Regions from separate parts of the Oryctolagus cuniculus genome. Here region 2 is linked to region 1. The links are chromatin contacts, called in public Micro-C maps. All regions are on one chromosome and are shown on one strand. Each heading gives the region's core, a stretch centred on a gene start, on an enhancer-like site or on the middle of the called end of the contact. The rest is flanking DNA. Distances are from core to core; before and after follow the strand shown.

What was found. A called contact is a pair of places that touch in the nucleus more often than the background predicts.
Region 2: a Micro-C map of ear pinna shows a contact between it and region 1, with 2.7 times the contacts expected there. The contact joins the promoter of ARPC5 here to the enhancer-like site in region 1. A contact is called at or near these places in 2 of 6 Hi-C or Micro-C datasets (ear pinna and an unstated tissue).

The regions. Positions count from the first base shown.
Region 1 is chr13:1,479,286-1,483,331 of mOryCun1.1, reverse strand. It overlaps SMG7 (SMG7 nonsense mediated mRNA decay factor), which reads right to left. Exons shown (of 22, transcript XM_051841431.2): 15 at 3,690-4,046; 16 at 2,888-3,259; 17 at 2,157-2,306; 18 at 697-777; 19 at 182-341. Among named protein-coding and RNA genes, the nearest start is that of NCF2, 21 kb to the left of the region's middle. Within about 2 kb of position 1,836, at least 2 of the 8 cell types and tissues checked have an H3K27ac peak or open chromatin away from gene starts, as enhancers often do. A contact at or near this core is called in ear pinna, where this site is marked.
Region 2 is chr13:1,523,509-1,527,554 of mOryCun1.1, reverse strand. It overlaps ARPC5 (actin related protein 2/3 complex subunit 5), which reads left to right and starts at 1,807. Exons shown (of 4, transcript XM_070055012.1): 1 at 1,807-2,050; 2 at 3,002-3,083. The coding sequence starts at 1,908. RGL1 (ral guanine nucleotide dissociation stimulator like 1) reads right to left here and starts at 1,754. Exons shown (of 20, transcript XM_070055004.1): 1 at 1,621-1,754; 2 at 394-512.

The sequences.
Region 1 (4,046 bases), core at 587-3,086:
CACGACCAAGGCCACCAGGGCACAGCCCCCCAGCCTGCGCCCTCCTCTCACCCGTGGCCGCCGGCCGGGCCCCTGTGCCAGGAGTCAGCTGGCCGCCTCCGCTCGCGACCACAGACTCCACCAAGTCCAGCGCTGACGCGCACAGGGAAGGCAGGCCCGTCCCTTACGGAGGACTGAGTACCTGAACTGGCAGGAAGTGGCGGAGACCACGGGGTCCCTTCGAACAGGGAGTACAGTGACGTTTCCTGGGGGGCCAGGGCGGGGCTCAGCTCTGCTTTGGAGCCAGCCGCCAGGTTCTTCCCGTACACCTCGCTGAACACACTGCTGCTCGGGTGCCTGTCCTGGAAGACAGAGTCTGGTCACACCACCCCGGAGACCCAGGCGACGAGCCCTCACGCCTGCCGCTCTGCCCGGCCAGACACACTTGCAACAGCTTTTCTTGTCTCTTCCACACTATCTCCCCTCTGCCTTTTCTCCATGTAATAACCACTCGGCTTAGAAAGCGCGAATCATTTATCTGCTGAACAACACAGCCCAAAGGATTTCGACATCAATGAGACGTCAGAGGGTTCAAACTCGAGTGTACCAGTCACTCGCCTGCTGCAGAGACAGACAGGACAAACTCAAACTCCTGGCAGACATCCAACACAGAAGAGAAGGCGGAGCCACACAGGTGCCGCCCAGCCCTTCACCCACCTGACTGAGGGAGAAGCCGGTGAGAGACAGGAAGGAGGACGAGTGCGACATGAGCTCCGACGGCTTCTCCAACAAGGATTTCTTCAGTCCGGAAAGAAAGGCATTGTCGTCAGGCCTTGCATTTGCTCAGTATCCCGAGTGACCACACACGGACAAGGTGACCGCCAGCACGCTCGGCCCTGCCAGAGCGTACGAGGCGAGGCTGAGCGGCGGACGCACACTGGCTAACGCCGCGACACCAGGCCAGTGCCGGCTGCCGGGAGGGTGGGGGGCGGCAGGGCCGGGCCCCGGGGAGCAGCACCCCGAGGGTTCGCTAGGCAGGAACCTCAGGAGCCCCTTGTCAGCAGCTGCACTGTAAACCATCTCTGACGAAGAGGCTGAACTGTTCGGCACTGCCCCCCCCCCCCCCGAAGTGCTTCAAACCCTCAAACTGGTGACCGAGCAAGCCTCCCAAATCCACGCCCGCTGGCTCTGTAGCCCGCTCCCCACGCACTGCTGGCTGCAGTCCATACTGAACAGCTGCTCCGCTCCAACTCCCATTTATTAGGGGAAAAAGCTGACGTCTATCATTCACTGCCACCGAGTGGCTGGCGCTTTCCAGCACCAGCTCCAGGAAGGGGACAGCGCCCCAGCCTGGCCAGCGGCAGGACTGCGCGCAGCTCTCAGGTCTTTCACGCTGCTACGGGGAGGGGCCTCCACCGCCGCTCATCTGGCAAACTCTCAGGAGCCCTCGAGTGCCAGGGCTGCCATCAAAGTGCAGTTTTTACTTCTCCTGACACTAAAATTAACATTTTAATCTTACAAGTGTTTTCTTGCCCCGTGTTTGTGGGAAAGAAACAGCAAAAACGTACAACGAAGAGGTCTCTGTTCACTCCGGGGCAGGGGCAGCACAGCACGTGCCCTCCTCCCTGCAGACCCGAGGGGCGTGTTCCGGCACCCTCCTCCGCTCCGGGAGTGCATTTCTGTCCCCCCCACCCCCCGCCCTCTTCTGCAGCTGCAGTGTTTACAAACACAAGGCATCTGTCTTCAGCTACTCTGCTATGAGCCCAACTCGGAATTCACATCAGGACTCCTCCGTTCAGCTCGCCTACTTAATGACGTCAGTCAAAGAATCTAGAACAAATTCCTTTTCATGTTTTGAAAACAACTGAGGAAAAAAAAACCCTCAGTGTCCCTAAGCAAGACAAAGCACATCTGAGAGGCTGGCCCAGGAGGCCCCGCGAGGCCGTCACTGCCAGCAGCTCCCCGGGCCCGCACACCCCCCGTGGGGGCTTCTGGGCCCCAGGGAGCCGAGCTGTGATGCTCTGACGGGGAACTACAGAGTCCGACACGGGCAGCCACCTCCTTCCCAGGAGTCACGCCTTCTACTGCATACCGGGGAATCACCTATCAACTGTGCTACACAACTCCAGAAAGCAGCGGGGGTTAGGGCAGGAAGCAGAATTAAGTCGAATACATACAAAGAGGCTCCGTCCGGGGAGAGAGGCGAGAGGCCCCAGAAGGGCTGGGCAAAGGTCGGGAGGGTTGGAAAAGATGAGCTCCTCCTCGTCCTCTAGGGCAGCCAGGCTCTGTAACAGGTCCGGGGGGAGCAGAGGGGAGCCCTTGGGGTCCTAGTGGCAGAGAGGACCACGTGAGACCGGGGGGCTGCAGGGGGCTGCAGGGGGCGGCACGACGAGGGAGGTGGACAAGGCAACCACGGGCAAGGGAGGGGAGTGAGCGACCGGCAGTCGGGTGCTACAAGAGGGCGGAGCTCCAGAATGCAGGTGCAGGCAAGACAACGAAGCAGCGAGACCCCGACAGGGCAGACCCCGAGACACAAGGGAGCTAAAGACAGAGAAACGGATCCGCTGCACAACTACCAGCAGACGCCCGGTTCCCGGGAATAAGAAGGGCGAGGAGAGGGAACTGCACTAAGACGCCGGCTTTGTTCCTTTCGGAAACCAACTAAATCCTCAGTGAACCGTTTTCAGACTTAGGTGAGTCAGCCCGACTCGGAGGAGCCGCGCACCCTCCAGGCTGGCGAGAGCTTTCTCCAGACTCCTCGCCAGCCCAGGCGAGCTCCCGGCAGCTGGAGGGGGCCTCCTGCACTGCTCAGGACGACCCTGCGCCCGAGCAGTCACGGATGGCCGATCTGTGTGACACTAGCGGACCCATCTTCAGGTGCCTGGGGAGGGACAGAAAGGACACACACCTCGAACGGCATCCTGGGCACGGGATCCTGCTCTGGACGGAAGACTCCGGGTGGCCGCTTGCCCCTGCGGTCCACGTTTGCTGGCTGTGGCATGACGGCGCGGCTGTCTGCCACGCTGTAGGCGGAGTCCCAGTAGAGCTCCGGGACTTTGACTTCTGAGGGGCTGTGGTTATATGGCTCCAGGGGGAAAGGCTTCATTTTTTTCTCGAGAGGCGGCTGCTGCATCACTGGAGGTTGCAATGACGGCTCAAAGAGCTTCACGGGGTCTTGGGTCTGAAGGTAGCAGGGCTGTTTCACGGGCAGGATTTTCCCTAAAGGGCCTTGCACCTGAGGGGGATTCCACAGCTGTTTGGAGGCATCTGCCTGTTGATACTGAAAAACAGAGACGGACGTAAGAAGGCATCATCACCTAGAACCAGCACACAGCAATCTCAGGATGAACCCAGGGTCTGACGCCAGGGCCACAGCTCGTCAGACGCTCCAGCCGCCTGGCTCTTCAGCACAGAGCCCAGGGCAGACACCACACTGCACTCCCTCTCGTGGTAACAGCTGCGTGTGAGACAGTCCCCCTCTGCTTCAAGTGCTGCGGGTGACAGCAACTGAAATCGGTGCCACATCCGTCTCGGCCCGTTTGCCTGCTGCGGTCATTCCCAGAATGCTGACCACCGGTGGCAAAGGCTGGCAGTGGGGGTCGAGCACACTGCCCACTGGTGAAAACAAGGGACCCTGCAATGTTCCCACAGGGTGCAGACCGCTCCTGGGTGCCCACGGTCACTGCTCGTCCAGGCAGGGCCCCACTCACCTGCTGGAATCCCGAGTGGGGAGGCGAGCTCTTCCCCAGGGCCGGCCCGGCCTTTGTGGGGGACTGCTGCGGCGGAGCTGGGGCTGGAACCTGCACCTGGCTTGTGGGCTGTGCTGCTGGCTGAGCTGGTAGAGACGCAAGGGGCTGCTGGCAAGGCGGCTGTGCCTGCTGAGGTCCCTGGCTCACTGGCCCTGGTCCCGAGGGCCGCTGCTGGCTGTAAGGAATGTGGGACTGTTTCCCAGCTTGCACCTGGCTTCCTGCTGGAGCGTGAGCTGCAGACTGCAGAAAGGTTCCTGGGACAGAAACACCAGCTGGGAAGGTGTAACCTGAGCCCACAGAGAATGCCACAGGAGGGGG
Region 2 (4,046 bases), core at 558-3,057, 44 kb before region 1:
TCACCCCCCAAAGCTTGGTGAAGAGGTAACAATCAGCTGCCCAGGGCAGGGGAGGAATCCAGGGGACCCTGAGTCGTGGCACCACTCACCGGACACAGGTGAGCGCCTGCTGTGAAGGAGGACACAGGTGAGCGCCTGCTGTGCACAGGCACTGGCAGCACCGTGAAATTAACACACTCCCTGGAGGGCGCGTGTCCAACATCTCAGGGGAGGCGCTTGGCTGAGAACTGGTGAGAACTGGTGAGAACTGGTAAGAACTGGTAACGCTCGACCCATTCCAGAGCGCAGTGCTGAGCCCACGATCGGCAAACAATTCCAGAGGCCGCCCTACATCCCCCCGGCTGCTCCTCAGGCCGACGTGCACCCAACACGGCCCCAGTCTCCAAGGATTACCTAAGCGAGACCCCCTGGAGGGACAGGCGCGCAGGACGCGGGAGGCCCCGGCTCCGCCATCTTCCCTGCCATTTCCACCCGGCAGCGCCTCCCAGGTTCAGTTTCCTCTTGCGGAAAATCTTGATGAAAAAGAAAAAAGTACAGTCAGCTTGGGCATCTGAAGAAGCACTGCCTATGCCTGCGCTAAAGTCAGCAGGAAACACCAAAATACACCGTTCTTACATAACGCCAGTCGCCGCAGCAACAAGGCCAGCAGGTGGCCCGCAGTGCCCACTGTGTCACCTGGGTAGCCGGTGACAGCCCTGGGGGGAAAAGGCCAGCTGGCCGACTCCTCACTCAAACGCCACCCCCCTCCCATTCCCCAGCTTTCTTGCGCGCAGAACTTGGCCAAGTCCGTGGGAATAGGAAAACACTGATTTTACTGCAAGGAGGCTTTGAAGCCCACGCGCGGGTCTCCTGTCACACGCAGCCTCCGTGAGCTGTGTGCGGGACTCTGGCTAGGCGTGGATCTCAGGCTACTGCCCCGCACCGCTGCCCAGGAGCTCTGCGAGGGGCCGAGAGTACCCGCGTAGGTCTCCCCCGGCCTCTGCGCCCCTCTCTCTCCCCGCGCTGCCCGCCGCACCACGCACGCGCTGGGCACCTTCTGCGTGCGGGCTCCGCGTGGGGGGGGGGGGGGCGCGAGGCCGGCGTCACGGGTAACACGCGTTTTCCACACGCGTGGCGCGTCTGCTCCAGGAGGCATCGGGTAATGAGTGGGAGGGCCCGGCCGCGAGACGGGAGGCGCACACGCAGGGCGCGCTCCGCCCTCCGAGGTCCCGAAACGCGCCCCAAAAACACGAGTGGCGGGGCCGGGTCCCCTCAGCGCCGGGAGCCCACGCGCCCCCGCCCCGAACGCCCGCACCGCGAGCCCCGCAGGCTCACCCCCGGCTCTGCCGCCCAGCCCGGCCCCTGCCCCGCCGCCGACCGACGGAGGCCGAGTGGGTCGGGGTCCGCTCGCGGGGCGGCCGCGCGTGCGGCTCAGTCCGGGGACCCCGCGGGCCGCGCGGCGACTGCAGCCCGGGGAGCGGCCCCGGCGGCGTCCGGGAGGCGCGGGAGGATGCGGGCGCCCGGACACGCATCCCTCCGCCCCTCGGTCCTGCCGACAAGAGGGCCGCAGCGCGCCCGGCCCTCACGCGGGGCCGCGGAGACAGCTGACTGGAAAGCCCCGGCTACCCCGCCGCCGCCCACCTGAGACCCGTTAGGCTGGACCGCAGGCCCGCGTTTCTAAGGGAACCCGCGTCACGTGACGCGCGCGAGCGCCCAATCGCGTCTCGCCACCGCCCGCCGCGCCCCGCCCCGCGGCGGAGAGTCGCGCCTGCGCGCCGAGGGGGCGGGCGCCGGCCTCGCGCATGCGCGGAGCCCCCGAGCCGCGCGGCCGGCCACGCCCCGGGGCGGAAGCGGGAAGTGAGTCGGCAGCGGCGGCTCGCAGCGGTCGGGGGGGCGCCGCGGAGGCTCGAGGGCGGCGGGCGGCGGCGATGTCGAAGAACACGGTGTCGTCGGCGCGGTTCCGGAAGGTGGACGTGGATGAGTACGACGAGAACAAGTTCGTGGACGAGGAAGACGGCGGCGACGGCCAGGCGGGGCCGGACGAGGGCGAGGTGGACTCGTGCCTGCGGCAATATCCTTGCGGCGGGGGTGTGCGTGGGTGTGCGTGGAGCCCCGGGAGTGCGCGGAGCCGGCAGGCGGACGCCGAGCCCCCGGGAGTGCGTGGAGTCTCTGGGAGTGCGCGGAGCCCCGGGAGTAGGTGGAGCCCCGGGAGTGCGTGGAGCCCCGGGAGTGCGGGCCGGGCGTTCGCGGGAAGCCGCTGTCCGGCGGTGCCTGCTGCCCTGGGCGTGTCTGAGCAGCTGTGACCGGGTCCGCGTTTGCACCGGATCCGTGGGGGACACGGGGGCGCTGGCAGGAGCCGCCGCGGCGCCCGCGTGCTCGGGCTGTCCGCGCCCCGCGGCGGTGCGTGGGGACCGCTCGGGCCCGCGTCCTGCCGTGGCGGCCGTGTGAGGGCCTGGGGCTGTGCAGCCTGGACCCCGCGGCGCCGTGGGCCCGCTGGGTGGGCCCCGGAAGCCAGAGGCCGGCTGCAGCGATGGCGAGGGAGGGGCGGCGGCCGGGGCTTCTCCTTTTAGGGGAATGGCTGTGCCTGCCGCCGGCCTGATTGGCCCGCTTCCTTGCCTGCTCCCTGCTCCCTGGCGCCTTCGCGGACTGCTAGGTGTGGCCTCCAGGAAATGGAGCCGTCCACCGTCCACCCGAGAGCCGGGGCGTCGCCGCGCAGCGAGGCCGAGGTGTGTCTTTGTGCGCCCACGTAGCGCCGCGGGAGATGGCGGCTTCCCGGAGACCTGAGGGCGTGGGATCCTGACGTGCGTTTCGGGTCTCGGCACCTCTGCAGTCTGCCGAAGGTGTCCCGTGAGGGCAGCGTTACCAGGCGATCTCTGATGGTGCGAACCAAAAATAGCCCCCCAGTGCGCTGTTACCTTTGGTCGGCACCCCGAGGGCGTTTCTGAGTCCCGAGAAGCACCGGTCCCAGGGGCTGGCCGCTGCCCTCGGCTGCCCCCGGCTGCCCCCGCTGTTGCCCCTTAACCGCCAGCACAGGGAACATGACAGCCGCCCTGCAGGCGGCGCTGAAGAACCCTCCCATCAACACCAGGAGCCAGGCGGTGAAGGTGAGTGCCACCCACCCGGCCACACAACCGGCCGGCCAGCTGGGGACCGTCCGACACAGGAGGGCTCAGGGCGCGCTTTGATGGGGCTGGAAACGGCGGCCAGCCCAGCAGCCCGCTGCTCCACTTCCGTCCAGCCCCCTGCTGAGGGCCCAGCGCAGAGGGTGGCCCCAGGGCTTGGGCCCCTGCTCCCACACGGGAGACCAGGGAGAAGCTCCGGCTTCAGATGGGTCCAGCTGCGGCTCTTGCCGCCATTCGGGGAGGGAGCCAGCGGGTGGAAGATCTCTCTCCCTCTCTCCCTGCCTTTCAAACAAATAGACCTTTTTAAAAAAAGAAAAAGAAGATTTAAGAAAACAGCACCCTGGCCGACTTCGGAGAACGCGTGTTCTGGACGCGGGAAGTTCTGCGTGGGGGGGGGGAACCATTCCTGTGGCGTTCAGAGGGCCCTCGGGCTGGATCTAGGCAAAGGCTTTGAGACAAAAAACTGGCACAAAAACGAACAGGTTCCATAGGCCAGGCGCGGCACTTAGCTGTCAACGTCCAGGCCCTGGCTCCTGCTGACGGTCACCCTAGGAGGCCGCTGATGGCCACAGCGCCTGGCTTTGTCCCACCCCAGTGCCAGCAGATGGGACTTCTCTCTGTGCCCCTCTCTCCGTCTCTCTCTTGCTTAGTTATATGAATATTCAGCAGAAGCCAGGCAGTGGTAAAAGTGACTACCTTCTGGGGCTACCCTATGTTCATAGGATTTTTCTGTGAGTGTTTTTTCGAGGAGAAGCTTTATAGCTTCGCTCCTCTGTGTAGCGATGGACGTGAGTGTTTTCCTTAGCAGCAGGTTTGTTTCTGTAGCGTTGACCAGCTCTGCGCTGCAGAACCTACGCACCTAGTCTCCTCTTGTCACATACCTGGATGGAGTGGCTCTTCCCTGGTGAAGTTCCCAGCTGAGCACATTCTCGTGGCTGATCCTTG